Regions from separate parts of the Mus musculus genome. Here regions 2, 3 and 4 are each linked to region 1. A link is a contact called in public HiCAR-type and promoter capture Hi-C data. All regions are on one chromosome and are shown on one strand. Each heading gives the region's core, a stretch centred on a gene start, on an enhancer-like site or on the middle of the called end of the contact. The rest is flanking DNA. Distances are from core to core; before and after follow the strand shown. Region 1 holds the start of Ramp3 (receptor (calcitonin) activity modifying protein 3). Region 2 overlaps Tns3 (tensin 3). Region 3 has its middle 370 kb from the start of Tns3. Region 4 has its middle 340 kb from the start of Gm27393.

Region 1 (3,753 bases), core at 651-3,150:
AGAAGCATCAAAGTGTCCCTGTAGAGTACGTTAGAATTTCAAGGAAGCCCCACAGGCCGAGACCTTTATTGTTTGGAAACAAAGGCTCTCCTGATGCTGTTCTCTACAGTGACTAGGCTCAGAATCTAGAGTTCCAGACATCACAGTGTCAACAAAGCATAGGTGGCAGTCAGCGTTCCTGGGAGCTAGGAAGCTCAGCTCATCCCTTGCAGAGCTCAGACCCCACCTTGGCCAGACTGCGTGTGACAGTACATGTTTCATCTCTGACTCCCGGGCTGGCCAGACTCACTGTAGCCAGGTCTGTGAGAAGGCTGAACCTGACCGGCCACTAAGAAGCCTGGTCCCATGGGTGAGGACAGTGGGGACTTCCACAGTAGGATAGGGAGGTGGCTGTTGGGGACTGTGGGGACTTCCACAGTAGGATGGAAAGGTGGCCATTGGGGACCAGGATTGCTACAATTTCATGAGGTTTCTGTCTGTGTTGCTTCCCAGTTCCATACTAGAAACAGTCAGGAGAGACATGGTTTCCTTCCAGATAAACTCTGGACCTCCTTCCTCTAGAAACCAAACTCCTCACCAGGGGAGCCTTGCACTGGAGGCTTGCTGAAATCCCAAAACAGCTCACTGCCTTCTGGAGGTGGTCACAGTCCCAGCCTTCAACATAAAACTACCCCAGCCTGAGCGCCCACTGTAGAACACGAAAAATGGTCTCACTCTGTAAGCAGAGACCTCTTCAAAGGGAGAGAACTAATTGTTGAGTCTGGCCCACCTCTGTCCCAACTCCCAGACCGCATCCCAAGTCATCAACACTGAGGAAGACACTACAAACAGGTCCAACTTCATCTTACAGCCAAGGAGGCTGAACCAGGAGAGTAAGGAAAACTCGGGACCATGGCCCTGGAGGACAGAGCCCCTCCACCTGGAGGGAGGATAGAGCCCCTCCTCCTGGAGGACAGAGCCCCTCCTCCTGGAGGACAGAGCCCCCTCCTGCCAACAGCTTCCCTCACAGTTCTAGCCAAGCACTGGCCTTGCCCAGCAAGCCCTCTCCTATCAAACCCTTCCACAGGCACTCATGCACACACATGCCCACACAGGCACACAGATACAATCAGGCACACCCAGAGCCACAGGTACATGCATACATGTGTGTACACAAGCATATACACATACACATACACATACATGTATCCTCTTATTTATCCTTGGGTAACTTCTTCAGTAAGATACTTCACTTTTTATTCTTTGAAATTTTACATATGTATACAAAGTATTTTGAGCATATCCACTCCTACTCTCCCCGCCCCATTAAACTCCCTCAGGCTCCTTTAATATGTCTCCCTACTAACTTTATTCCCTCCACACCCCTTTCAAAACAAGCTTAATATTTATCCCATTTCTATCTTGTGAAAGCAATGTTTCTCCCTGAGTCCGATTTTCTCACTGGAAAAGGATTCTAGCTACCTGCACCTGTGTGCCATGTGCCCGGGGCAGGATGGGAAAGAAACTCACTACCTCACCAAAGACCCTTCCCTGGACCCCAGAATATCTCTACCCCACAGGGAACTGTGCAGCCCTTGCAGCTCAAAGCCTTTTCCCTCAGCTCTTCTAAGGTTGGAGGAGTTATGAAGACCCTCCACAAAACCTGCAGGATGTGCTGGAGTCAGCGTGCCTGTGTCTTTTCCAAACTCTGGGGGGGGGGGGGGGGGGGGAAGAGCGCAGCCTAGGCTGGACGCGGGAAGGAGAGAGTCCGCGTGGGTCCCAAGGACCCGAGGAGATGGAGTACCCCGACCCAAATGTCTCCTTACCACAAAGCAGCAACAACAGTGGAAGAAGGTGCAGCCGCTGTGCTGGGGTCTTCATGGCCAACTAAGATGCAGCCGGCTTGCAGCAACAGCGACATTCGGAGGTAAGAGGCTTGGGGCGGGACCAGGGCGGGACCTCGGAGAGCCCCAACCCAGGCCACGCCCCCACCCCGCCCCTGACTCCCTCCGTTGCCTAGAATTCTCAGCTTCTCTCTGGAGGGGCAGGTGGTGGGGACAGGAGGTGGGGGTCGCGTTGGGATATAGACTGGAACAGAGGAAGGGGAAGTGCAGTCGGGTGGGAGAGCCAGTCCAGCGTGGCGGGAATGGAGAAGGGGTTCTAACCGGAAGACTGCAGGTTTGGTCTGGGGATGAGCCGGATTAACCTCAGTGTCAAACTGGGAAGCAAGCTGGAGAAATGAAGGGAGTTATGCAGTACAGGTTGATAGAGGGGAGCCAGGCAGAAGACAGACAAGAGGTTGAACTCGGAGAAACCCGGGGTTCATCCTTGCAGGTCCTGTGGGACCCCCCTAAGCCAGGCACATAAATTTAAGCAGAGACAAGTCTGAGAGCCCTGCCTGTCTCCAAGGGACAGAGAAGGGCATGAAGTGGGTTGCTGAGCAGATGGGGGGGGGGGGGGCATTCTTCCAGACTGAGGCACTGGGGAGGGGAGCTTGGGTGTGCACACATGCAAACACAAATGGCTAAGTCTGAAGCTAACTGAGGGCAGGCGGGTCAGTGACGGGGCCTCCAAGGACCTGGCTTCTGGAATCAGCAGGTAGAAAGAAAAGAAAAGGCCTCAGTTTCTCCCACCATAGACTACATCTGTCCCTCAAGCCCAGGACAGCTTCCTGTTCCCAATGTTGGGACCACTCCTCAGAAAGAGAAAAGCAGACCTCTTTGTCCTCCAAAGCTTATTGTCCCCCAGGAAAGCACTTGCTGGTCTGAGAGCTAAGGCCCAGACCTGGGAGGATGGCTTTCCCCACCTAAACAAGCACTTCTGTCTCCCACGCCCCATCACTGAGCTCAGCTCACCTTTCCTGACCTAGAAAGGCTCACTACAACTTTCTGTGAATTTTCACTGAGAAAATTCTGGTCGAAGCCAGAAACAAAAACAAACAAGCAAATAAACAAACAAAACCCTGTAACTACTTTAGGGCTGAAGAGATGTCACAGTGGTTAAGGGCACTTACAGGGGACCTGGGTTTGGTTCCCACAGGTACTGGAGGTAGCGCATGATCATCTGTATCGCCAGCTCCATGGGATCCAGTTCGTTCTGGCCTCTGAGGGTGCCGCACGCAATTGTGCACACCCATACATATAAACCAAAGAAATCTTAAAGATTAAAAAAAATAGCATTTTTAAAAACCAGTTAGCAAAGAGAACCTAGGAAGCCTGGGCTTGCTACAGCAATAACAAAGGAGTCTAATTAAAAGTAAAACTGATTTAACTTGGTCAGTCATCCTCCTTCAAGAGGGGCCAACATCTAGGCCATTATCCCTGCCCCTGTGCTAAGGGGAGGGGGCGCTAATCAGGACAAAAAGGATAAGCCAGCAGGTTGCTCTTATAGAGGGCTGATTGTCCCACAACCTGAAGTCAGAAACGGGAAGGCAGACTCTGTACCACCTTGACTATCGTCAGCAATGACGAACGCACACCTCGGGTGGGCACTACTCGGGCAGCTGAATGCAGGACCTGCTCACTGGCTCTGCTGTGGAGAAAGCTCACTCAGTCCACAGAGGTGAGTCCCAACACCTCAGCTACACAGGGCTGCCCATGCCCCTGGTATGCCCCAAGGGCCTCTAATCCTGCTGAGCCGCAGCCTATGTCACACCTTCAAAGCAGATGAGGAAGGACGGTACCAAAGGGAGGTCAGTGCCATAGCCACCATTCAGCCTTCCTGACGTAGGGACCGCCCGCTCTTCCCATCCCCCTCCCTCCCGGGCCCCCGGGC
Region 2 (3,753 bases), core at 341-2,840, 1.9 Mb before region 1:
ACCATCCCCTAACGCACCATCCTTCCTTCTTCCTCTGTGACATATTCCCTGACTCCCTGTTCCATGTAGGCACTCCCAGCATATGGCCAGAGACCTTGCCCCCTGTCCCCTGCAGGTGCTCACAGCTCGTGTCTGGGACAGAGCCTGTCTCTTGCTCCCTGGCTGCACCCATGCAGGTGTTCAATCATCAGTTGATTGTAGCTGTAGCTTCTAGTCCCCCTGATCACCAGGAGTAAGGTGAACTTACAGAACTACAGGTTGTCTTTAACTCCCTGCCCCCATGGCCTTCTGGTTGGAGGCCCAACCATGTTCCTTTGTTGGTGGAACATCTGTGCATGTGTTCACGATCCTGTCTTTCCTTGGCCTGTGCCTCTCTTTCAGCTTGCCGGCCCTTTCTGAAGCTCTACCAAGCTATGCAGCCTGTGTACACATCTGGAATCTAGTAAGTGCCTGGCGTGTGCTGGGTTTTTCGGGTGACTTGGGGAAGGATTGTGAAATGGGTTCTCTCCCACAAGAAGTAGAGCAGGGAGGGCCAGCCATGCTAAGGTCCCTAAGCTGCTGTTCTGAGAGGTGCATGGTCCCTGCATCTCTAGTTGGCTCCAATGGGTGCTGAACAGTGGAGCCGCTGGGGCAGAGGGGCACCATTACTGTTTGGAAGCTGGTCTACTGGAAAGTGCTAGAACAAAGTCACCCATGGTTTTTACATTCCCCTTAGTGTTTCAGGTATCCGCAGAATTTGTATGGCTTCCTAAGTTTGGTTTGCAGTCATGTAGATAGCACTTTGATTACAGCGACAGGAAATGAGAAAGATGATAGATATCCTGGCACCCAGAAAGACTCATTATTTTTTTTTCTGGGCTCAAATTCTCCCCCTGGCCCCATGCTTTCTTTCATGCAAGGATGACACTGTAGACATTGTATCCTCCAATTTTCACAGAAGCAGAGTCTGTCCCCAACTTGGTTCCTCTCCTGGCTGAGGCAACCCTAACATGACTTTTCCAATCTGGGGCTATGACGATGCTAGAATAATTCACCCCAGCTCAGAGCTTTCTCAAACCTTTTGACTGATTTCCACAAGGTACAGCCTCTGAATTCTGGGCTATTTGTGTAAAATCTAGTCATTTTCTCAGCTTGGACTGTGTGGTCATGAAACTGTGGAACTAACTGTATAACGAGCTATTTTCTTGTTCATCTGAAGCAATGTCGGCTCTGAAAACCCCAGCAGGATCCGCATCGCCATTGAGCCGGCCCAGCTGCTGAAGGGTGACATCATGGTGAGTACCCACAGGCTATGACCATTGTGTCAGCCACCCAGGATAGTGACCTGGAAGGCAAATTGATTTTGCCTTAGAACAAAGCCACCCGGTTTACAACCTCCTTCTCAAAGAAGGGGAAGTAACCAACAGGAGAATGGAGAAGAACGTGACCCTCAGGACTGTAATCTGTGAGTAAAAGTATTTTAATTACAGTGACAGATCTTTGTCCTTGATCATCTTTTATAACAGAGCTCCTGGGTCTATGCAGAACAAAGTCCCTACTCAGCCCCAGCCCTCTGAGCATCCCGTTCCCTGACCTCCTTTGTGATCCCAGGTCTCCAGAGTATAGCATAGAGAGCCAGACTCCAGTGTATGACTGGTGTTGTTACAGTGTGGTTATAATGATGAACACAGTGATTTCTCCAGATAATTTTGTTCTTGGAAGAGATTAAACATTACTTTTTCCACCTCCTGTCTTGACTACAAAAGAATCTATATGTGTAAAGTAATTTTCAGAAAGGTTTTGTTCGAAAGCCTGCGAGGCATGTGCACAGCTTCTGACATGTGGAGAACAATTTAGATATGATCTGTTCCTGGTCTTGGCAGACCTACTTTGTTGAGATGATGGGTGATTTAGGAATTTGTGTTGCATTTTATTGTACATAGCTCACGCAGAGTGGGCACCTCCCTGTTTTCAAGGACAGATAGACTGACACTCAGACCTCGTTATGAGTGGTGGGAGGTTGGGGAAAGCCTAGATGAGCAAGCTGACTGGAGATTGGGTGTGTAGCTCCCATCTCCTCACTCTCTGGAAAACCAATGCTAAGCCTCCATCTGAGCTTTCTGTTCCTGGGCTGGTGGCTTCCGAGTCTTCTACGGCTGGAGAATAGGGACAGTCCAGAAGCTCAGTCCCCTGGGAGGTGACTCGTCTCTTCTCCAGCTGCCTTCCTCCCTCTGTCTTCTCATCTCCTCTTGTCTTTCCTTACATACCTTCCTTCTTCTCCATTTTTTCCTTCCCCCTCTCCGTTCCCCTCTCTTTTTGCCCCTCTCAAATTTTAAGTTTTTACTCAGGTGTCTTGAGCTTCATTTTGTTGTTGCATTTTTTGTCATTGGTTTTGGAGTTTCCAGTCTTAGCACTGGACACAGGAAGGAAAGAGGGAGAGAGTGGTTTCTTTGTCTTGGAGATGCCTCCTGGCAACATAGTTTCTATTGGAGAAGAGAAGCTGACGATGCTGCATAGGCCAAAGGAGCCATACCTGTGTGGCTCAGGAAGGCCACGGTGGCGTGGCTTCACACTTCCTGGTGGGACCTTCCCTAGCATGTGTGTCTTCGTGAGGAAGCACATCAAGTTGGAAAGGGACATGCCTGCTCCTTTTTTCTTTTGGGGAGCTGTGGCCTCTGCCTAGTGAGAACCTTGCTTAAGTTTTGTGAACATGAGAAGAACAAACTCACGTCAATATCCCAGGACAGTGCCCAACACTGGGATGCGGGTGGGTGGGTGGAGGGGCAGGATAGGGCATGGACCACATCATGCCATCCTGAAGCATTTCAAGCCTTGTCACTATCATCGAGGTTGCTCATCTCCTTCCTCTCTTCTCTAGAGGAGCCCCTGGGTAGGCACCCCTTCCTTGCACTATGCGCCCCGGAGCAGGCAGCAGTCAGAACCCAGGCCCCAGTAGACATTGTATGCACTGTGGCCACTGGGAAATGGATCTATGCATATGTGGAACTGTTTAGAAGGTCTGTGGCTGGGAGGTAACTCTTGGTCACTGAGGTGGTTCAGAGAAAGATCGGGTGGCAACGGTAACGCGTGGAGCTCTGCATGGGTGAGGGAGCTCTGCATGGGTGAGGGAGCTCTGCATGGGTTCTGCATGGGTGAAGGAGGTGTTTACTGGCAGGCATGCCTGGACTTGGCTCGTTCCTGGCTCTGTGCACCCTTGTGGAGCTGGCGGTTGCGTTAGCTCAGGAAAGCGTTCCTGTGGATTGCCGCCATTTACCAGTTGGCTAGGTGAATGATGATGTTGGTAGCATCCAGAGGTCACCTGGAGGCAGTTCTTATCACATGTCAGTGACCTGTGGCTATTGAGTGACATTTATAAGCAGACTATTATTTGAAGCTATTAACCTCAGGTTCTGTACTGCTCTGTCCCTTTGTAGGAAGTTTGAGCTGATGATATTTGAACCTTCAGGAAAATTTAATTTCCAACTTGAACTTGCGAGCCCATTTGGTGCCAGGTGGGGAACCTCTTTAGTGTCAGTTGTGGGGTGATGGTCAGCACTGGGATAAGGGAGGTTATTGTGGTAATAATTAATCTCAATTGGGGGTTTCTACCGCACCTTAGATCATTCATTTCCCAGATAAAAGAAACAAAACTTCTATATTTATAATAAGCCTTAGACAGCACTAGAACTGGGTAGCCATCAACCCTCTGGCTGTTTTGCCTACTTCCCTGTCAATAACCTCGAGATACGACTTGCCATGTTACTCCTGGGCCAC
Region 3 (3,753 bases), core at 439-2,938, 1.6 Mb before region 1:
GCTTTGATTATGATTTTTTCCTATTATTTATTTATTTATTTATTAAACAGTTTTTAAAAAAAATTAGATATTTTCTTCATTTACATTTCAAATGCTATCCCAAAAGTCCCCTATACCCTCCCCCTGCCTTGCTTCCCAACCCACCCACTCCTGCTTCTCAGCCCTGGCGTTCCCCTGTACTGGGGCATGTAAAGTGTGCAAGACCAAGGGGCCTCTCTTCCCAATGATGGCCAACTAGGCCATCTTCTGATACATATGCAGCTAGAGGCACGAGCTCTGGGGATACTGGTTAGTTCATATTGTTGTTCCTCCTATAGGGTTGCAGACCTCTTCAGTTAATTGGATAATTTCTCTAGCTCCTCCATTGGGGGCCCTGTGTTCCATCCAATAGATGACTGTGAGCATCCACTTCTGTATTTGCCAGGCACTGGCATAGCCTCACAAGAGAGAGCTATATCAGGGTTCTGTCAGTAAAATCTTTCTGGCATATGCAATAGTGTCCACATTTGGTGCCCAATTATGGGATAGATCCCTGGGTGGGGCAGTCTCTGGATGGTCCATCCTTCCATCTCAGCTCCAAACTTTGTCTCTGTAACTCCCTCCATGGGTATTTTGTTCCCTATTTGATTATGATTTCAAGGCGATTAAATTGATTATTTAACCAATCCTTAAGTGTACTTTTTGATGATTTTATGTTCTACATTTGAATTGTCTGCATGAAAATTTTAGCAAGACTTTAAAATAGAAGTCATATCTATATCATGCTACATACATATAGATTTACTCCACAATTTTTTTTTTCATGCTTGATTTTCTGAGTGGTGTTTTGGTGTGAAGAGTTTGAAACTTACAAAACTGAAGTGAAATTATCTAGTCCTATTTATTTCAGTACTTTTTACTGTGGCATTAATTACTTTCATGATATCACCATCTGACTCATTTAGCTTTTCTTTCCTGCAAGAGAAACCCCATTTTTATATTAAATGCCTGATACCTACTCTGTGTATCTTTAGAAACCAATGATGACTAATCATCTTCATATTTTTCAAAAGTTAGCATCTCCTGAATATTTAATATAACTGTGATATTCAATAATTACTTTTGGCGTCCAAGTCCTTTCACTTCGTATAATACTTTTGAGACTCATCCATGTGTTAACATGTAGCAGTGTTGACTTTTATGGTGGGGTTATACAGCATTGCAAGGATCTTGCATAGTTTTGTAATTGTTATTGGAAAATATATACTTGGGTTATTTCTGCCCTTTAACTTCTGTAACTATGACCTTTTAAATTTTATTAAGATTTACTTATATTTTTCTTGAATGATAAATCCACATGTCCTACAGTAAGCATTTTTGCTTCCCAAAGAAATTAAAACATAAAAATAAATAATGATGTTTCCTGAGCTTTAACATGAGCTCACTGGATCCTGTGCTTCCTATGGATTAGTTTATTCTTCATAACTGAGAGAATGTAAATAAATAGCTAAATATCAGAGAGCAGGAATCTGGCGCAGCTGGCTTCAACTTTCAGTCTATAAGACTCCCAGGCCTGAATTCTTCCCTGGGATTCACAGCCCTGGTTGTCATGGAGATGCAGATGGGCTAGGTGGATGTGGATAAAGCACCATGCCAGGGGATCATATTACTTCCCCTATAGGGCCTGTGTCCTTGGACTTGGGGTGCCAACACATTTGCCAAGAGCAGGTCTGGATTTTCAGGCAGCTGAAACTATTCAGCTAGTCTCAGGCCATTCAGGACTGAGTAAAACGTCACATGGTTTGTTCTTGGAGGAGAGCTATTATTCTTACACTCTGACCTTGTGAATTTTAATTCTAATTAACCGTTCTACAAAATCTGAGTCAAGATTTTAAATTCCTGAGGGAAAAATTCTTTCCATCCCTTTTACTGGTTGTATTTCCCCCCCGGTTTCCAATGAGCTGTTATAAGACAGATCAAAATTGTTGAGTTCCAAGAATTTTATTGCTGATCGGATGTGAGTGGGGCTATGTAGCATCTGGAGTATTTTCATTGCTTTTAATAGCTACTCTGTGGTTTTCATATGCAAATACCATGCACATTTGCTAAAAGGTGCTCACATGTAAAGGATGAGGTCGGGGATAGCAAAGCCAATGTCAAACTATTATTTTAATTTTGTGTTTTCATAACTCTGCTATTAAGCTCGAGTATTTTTATATCTACTTATATATCTATTGTAGATAGATGCATATTGACAGATGATAGATACAGAGATGACAGATAGATGACAGATTCATTTTTAATAGAAGTAGAGCCAGTGAGATGACTCAGCAGGTAAAGGCGCTTGAAGCCCTGAGTTGTAACCCTGGAAAACATATGGTAAAAGAAAAGAACTGAATCGTCCAAATTTTCCCTGACCTCTAGATGTACAACATGGCATGTGCATGCACACATGTACACAGGAGCACACCCATTAAGTAAATGTTAGAAGTATAATATCAGGTTCTCATATACTTTATTTCACTTGATCCTATTGCTGAGTTCCCCTGAGTGTTTCTTGTCTAACCAAGCTTCACATTGCTAAGCTTTCTGCTTGGCTCCATTTCAGAATCTCAGTCTCTTTGTTGACCCTCTCACTCTGTCATATCATCTTCTATAATTTACTCAGCTATTTATATGTAACTGGTTTGAAGTCACTGATCATTTTAAAAATTGGTCTTTTGAAGTCATTGTCTGGCATCTCACCTGTTTCAATATCTTTGGGTGTGGTTACTGCAGTGTGACGAGCCCTTGGAGCAGTCAGATGTCCTTATTTTCCATATTCAGTATTGAGTTGTGTATATCAGTTAACCTGAATTTTCTTCAATGTTATTTGGGGCTCTTCTTTGCAGATTTCTCTTGAAGACTGTGTCCCTATTGCCATCAAAAGTATTGCTCTGTGTCTTCCCTCACCACTGGGGTGTGTGAACTCCACTGAGCAGATGGAATGGGAGGCATTAGGCTGCATTTTACCCTTTGCTGCTATCGAGTGTCCAACTCACAGGAAGCACTGAGCCTGGGATCTTCTTTGTAGATTTCTTTTGAAGACTCTGTTTCCATTGCCACCAAAAAGGAAGACAACATTCATAAAAATAACAATAGTGAAGTTGAAAAACTGTATTTCTCTAGTAGAGCTATTTTGTCAGTTCTCAGATATAGGCTTTAGTAATCAGTAAACTATATTTCTATACTTCCACAGTCTTGTCATTTTTATTTGGGTCTTAAATATCTCCCAAAAGGCCCATGTTTTAAAGGTTTCTGGCATATTTTGGAGGTGACAGTGACTTTAAGGGGACATAGTAGAAGGGGTTGGGGTTGTGCCTTTGAGGGACAGTGAGACCCCAGCCTTGTCTTTCTCTCTCTTTGTTCTTGTCCACAGAAGGGGAACAGCTTTGCTTCTTGTCCCATTCCTACTCTCATTGATCCCATCAGCTTTTCAGCTAATCTTGCTATTTTTTCTTTCTTTATTTTTCTCTTTTGTGAATCAATGAGTTTGATAAGCGTTAGTAACAGGAGCATGGGAGAGGGATTATTTATGGGTGCACGGGCAACATGCCAGTGTCTACACTAGTCAAGACAATGTCTTTCCCTCTTCTAGGATCACTAGCTGTTGTAGATTCTCTGGGAGTAAGTAGAAGGGCCCAAAAGCCTCCCTCCTTATAGCCGCTAGCTGCTTATGACTTCCCAGGGAGGAGCAAGGCATCCTGACTCCCTCTCTTGGCTTATGAGAGTTGA
Region 4 (3,753 bases), core at 747-3,246, 1.6 Mb before region 1:
CTGTGAAGGAAAGTTCTAGGCCCCAGTATAGGGGAATGCCAGGGCCAGGAAGTGGGAGTGAGTGGGTTGTGGAGCAGGGGGAGGGGGAGGAGATAGGGGATTTTTGGAGGGGAAACTAGGAAAGGGGATAGTATTTGAAATGTAAATAAAGAAAATATCTTTTTTTTAAAAAAGGAACTCCTTGCTAGTGTTGCTATCTTCTCAACTGCTCCAATATCTTTCTTACTTCCTCTCTTTGGATTTTTATTTGTTTTTAATCTAAATAATCAAAGAGAGATTCTCCAAAGCATTCTAATAATAATTAGGGCTAGAATATCCCTGTATAGAGAATATACAACCTGTAGTAACTATGGGTGCAGTCACGGGGGTTGGAATAATGGGGATGCTTCAAAATCAAAGGGAGACACTAAAGACTTGGTGGATTCACTGGCTTGGACATTAGTGGTGGCCTTAGGGCTCCTGTATCAGCAGAGTCTCTGGCCTGCTGGGAAAGCATCTACCCAGGGCTCCTGCATTTTGGGGAAGCTCCTGCCTAGCTGGGGGAAGCAGTCCATCAGGCGTGTTGTAGAATGCTGAAGACACACTTTGTACACAAATCTGGGCCTACGTGCAAGAGTTGCAGAGTGTGGAATGAGGACTCTCTTTTACGGCGTTAGCCCATCCTTATAAAAATACTTCTGTAGGATAGGCAGGCAGAAGCCACCCCACCTCCCTAAGATGCTGTATAATTTTGTCTGAGTAAGAAAAGAGTGTCACCTCAATTCATTGCTTTCAGCTTTTATCCTATATAATCAAATATGCAAATAAACCAATTTCTGCTTTTTCCAGTACACTATTCATATTTTGTGAGGCTCTGACAGTGGTCTCCTTAGAATATTGAACCATTGTGATGCTGAGATGTTTTCTCCTTTGTTCCCCTTCTTCCCCTCCCTCCCTCTCCTATATAATCTTCCCAAGAACCATGTGATGTGTCAGAGATCAAGGGAATGAGAACGGCTCCTCGTGTTACGGACATGCCAACCCCTTCAGTCTTGGTGTTAGAATTCTACTTATGAACAATTTAAAGAGTTTTTATGTGTTTGGGTGCTTTGCCTGCATGTATATATGTGTATCGCATGTATGCATGCCTGATGCCCTAGGAGTCCAAAAGGTGGCATTGGAGCCTCTGGAAATCGAGTCAAGACACTTGTGAGCTATCACATGAGTGCTGGGAATCAGCCCCTGGTACTCCAGGAGAGCTGCAGGTGTTTTTAACTACTGAGCCTTCTTTCCATCCCCTTTGAACTAGATTTTATGAATTTCAATTGTCGTTCTGTAAGACGGGTTCTGCTATTTACTTTTGTGGCTTATAGTGATTTTATTTTGAAATCAGAATGAAGCTTGCTTAGTAAAATAAATGAGCTATTTGTTCATCCTTTAATGTCTTCTGGAAGGGTTTTTGTTTTTGTTTTGTTTTTGTTTTTGTTTTTTATTTCAGAAGGAACTCCTTGTAGCTTTAAGTTCCTTGAAAGGTAGAGTTTTCCCTGGAATCTTGCATCAGTTTTGGTTGTTACTTCCTCTAGGTCGTCTCAAACCACCACACTATAGGTCATAAAATTATTCCAAGATGAATAGGAATCACAGACACTCTCTGCACTCACAAGGCAAGCCAGCATGTTAATAGCCGTGCAAGTAGGCATCTGCTAATGTTACAGATGAGAAGAGCAAGGCTCTGAGTGTCTCTCTAATGTCTCCTGGGTCACACCAAACAGCCGAGGAGAAGCGGCACTTGAGCCTGGCGGCAAAGCCTGTGCTCTTCAAAGATTCTTCTCCTGCTGCCAAGTCTGGTGACTACTGTTTATATTAATTATTATCCCTTCCAAGTTGTTAAAGGAAACGGCTCAGAGAACAGTACATTCTCAGCCATGGTGAGTTTCCCTTCCAAGCCAGCTCCAGCCATGCAGAATGCTTTCCTGACGTTGCCACCCAGAGCGCAGCTCCTGACTCCTTCCCTGTGAATAGCCTGCTCCAGTTTCTTTTGATTGCCTGCATCCTCCCAAGTGTTTGTTGTGTCTGAGGCTTCAGAACCAGGTGGCCTATTTCCCAGATATGCGGCTGCAGTTCCATTCCCAAAATTCCCAATCTACCCCCCAAACCAGAAGTTCTCCCTGTATCTTTTTCTAGGTTTCTTCTGACTGACTTTCTCCACTGTATTCTAGTTTTTAATAGCCATAGAAAAGCATTAAGATCACTCTTCTTGACTGCTTGTAGCTCTTCCAACTGCTCATAGCTTCTGTGGAGAAACTCATTGTTTTCTCAAAGCCCATTTTTGTCTGATTATGGGCCTCCACGTCCAGGTCTAGAGGAAGGCAGGAGCTACTTCAGAATGACATAGGATCCAGTGCTTGTCTGTGATGCAGAGGGGGCTGTCTGCTAATCAGACCACCCGTGCTGCTTAATTCTGACCTCAGGACTGCTGGTCCATTAAACCAAGAGGCATTCCTGGGAGTTGTCTTAACTTTCCATGAGATGCGAGTAAATATCTACTCACCCCAATATAGTACCAGTGATAGATAGAACAAGGAAACACCACCACCCAAGTCCAGTCTACTGTGTCAAAAAGGAGTTACATAAAGGAGCAGCATGGACTCTGGTAGGTGACTATAACCTTCAGGGTTGGGGTGGGGAGCTTATAACCTCCATCCCATTCCATCCATGAGGCATGGGTCCATTCTATTACAGGTCTCATGTAGGTAGTTACAGCTACAGAGTGCTCAAGAGGGAATGACCATACTATACCCACAGGACAGCATTTCACAATACTGGGGATTCTGAAGTCTTTCCCAATGTCTCCTGCCACTTGTCCAAATATTATAATCCATGACTTGTTAATATGACAGGGTAATGCACACAGAACTTGAAATCTGACCATCTGAGTACTTTTGAGCTACTATAACTAAGTAACACAGGCTGGTGGTTTTGAAAGAAAAGTAATTTATCTTTATGCTTCTTGGTGTAGGAAGAATGTCCAAGACAAAGATGAAAACATGGTTGGGCTATGTGAGGACTTTTTCATGATTTCTGAAGACTACTTTCTTATTGTCCTTGTGCAGCAGAAAGAGTCCAAGGAGCTTTGGGAGTCTCTTTGCTAGGGTATCTAATCCCATTAACTATTGCTTTACCATTATGACTTACTCATCTCTTCTGGGTAAATTTCATCCACAAGAATATATCTTGGGATGAGGATTTCAATATGGGAATTTAGGGATGCACAGACACACAGTCCATAGCTTCGTGGAGTCATTTTCTCATCTGCTACCCCAGCTGTGTGAACTTGTACCCAGTAGCCTTACTGTGTTCCCAGTAGGACTTCACTGAGTAAATGATGACACTGTCTCATGAAGTGCTTTTCAAGATCACTCCCCAAAACAAGTGTACAGGAGGCAGGGTGTGGTTGCTCCCCTAGTGAGGAATAAAACCAGAGCACAGTGCTCCGGGCCTGTGCCTGCTCGTTAGACCCCATACCCCTGCTCTTCTCTTCTTAGGGACTCAGATGCTGCAACAGGACTGACAAGGTTCTCTTTGCTTGCCCAGGGCCCCTTTGCAGCCTTCCTGCAGCAAACCCCCAGCACAATGCACTTCTCCTATGTCTCTTTCCCATGCTTATGAGGATTCAGACAGCGGAAGGTGGGCTGCACTCTGCAGGATGTCTTCCCTCAACATTGACCACTCTGCTGCCCTCAGGATTTGAGCAGTGCCTGCGGGATTAAAAGC

Evidence for each region. Promoter capture Hi-C pulls out the DNA fragments that hold promoters and counts their contacts. HiCAR-type assays count read pairs that join an accessible place to other places.
Region 2: a contact with region 1 is called in a promoter capture Hi-C map of the SN4741 cell line, with 5 times the contacts expected there. The contact joins the enhancer-like site here to the promoter of Ramp3 in region 1. A contact is called at or near these places in 4 of 39 promoter capture datasets (the SN4741 cell line, cranial neural crest, hippocampal neurons and 1 more), 1 of 15 datasets of contacts at CTCF or cohesin (large pre-B cells), 1 of 484 Hi-C or Micro-C datasets (palatal mesenchyme), 1 of 115 datasets of contacts at active chromatin or transcription factors (astrocytes) and 1 of 9 other capture datasets (embryonic stem cells).
Region 3: a contact with region 1 is called in a promoter capture Hi-C map of second pharyngeal arch cranial neural crest. The contact joins the enhancer-like site here to the promoter of Ramp3 in region 1. A contact is called at or near these places in 8 of 39 promoter capture datasets (the 3T3-L1 cell line, cranial neural crest, frontonasal cranial neural crest and 4 more) and 4 of 484 Hi-C or Micro-C datasets (the N1E-115 cell line, cortical neurons, embryonic stem cells and 1 more).
Region 4: a contact with region 1 is called in a HiCAR-type map of astrocytes, with 7 times the contacts expected there. The contact joins the enhancer-like site here to the promoter of Ramp3 in region 1. A contact is called at or near these places in 12 of 39 promoter capture datasets (the 3T3-L1 cell line, 3T3-L1-derived adipocytes, the C10 cell line and 7 more), 6 of 484 Hi-C or Micro-C datasets (cardiomyocytes, cerebellum, cerebral cortex and 2 more) and 1 of 115 datasets of contacts at active chromatin or transcription factors (astrocytes).

What each region holds. Positions count from the first base shown.
Region 1 is chr11:6,656,680-6,660,432 of GRCm38.p6, reverse strand. Ramp3 (receptor (calcitonin) activity modifying protein 3) reads right to left here and starts at 1,900. Exons shown (of 3, transcript NM_019511.3): 1 at 1,806-1,900. The coding sequence starts at 1,860. It also overlaps the pseudogene Gm11978.
Region 2 is chr11:8,528,393-8,532,145 of GRCm38.p6, reverse strand. Tns3 (tensin 3) reads left to right here. Exons shown (of 31, transcript NM_001083587.1): 12 at 382-442; 13 at 1,199-1,274. Among named protein-coding and RNA genes, the nearest start is that of Tns3, 130 kb to the left of the region's middle. Within about 2 kb of position 1,590, at least 29 of the 459 cell types and tissues checked have an H3K27ac peak or open chromatin away from gene starts, as enhancers often do. A contact at or near this core is called in the SN4741 cell line, where this site is marked.
Region 3 is chr11:8,291,751-8,295,503 of GRCm38.p6, reverse strand. No RefSeq gene overlaps it. Among named protein-coding and RNA genes, the nearest start is that of Tns3, 370 kb to the left of the region's middle. Within about 2 kb of position 1,688, at least 15 of the 459 cell types and tissues checked have an H3K27ac peak or open chromatin away from gene starts, as enhancers often do. A contact at or near this core is called in second pharyngeal arch cranial neural crest, where this site is marked.
Region 4 is chr11:8,228,139-8,231,891 of GRCm38.p6, reverse strand. No RefSeq gene overlaps it. Among named protein-coding and RNA genes, the nearest start is that of Gm27393, 340 kb to the right of the region's middle. Within about 2 kb of position 1,996, at least 39 of the 459 cell types and tissues checked have an H3K27ac peak or open chromatin away from gene starts, as enhancers often do. A contact at or near this core is called in astrocytes and cerebellum, where this site is marked.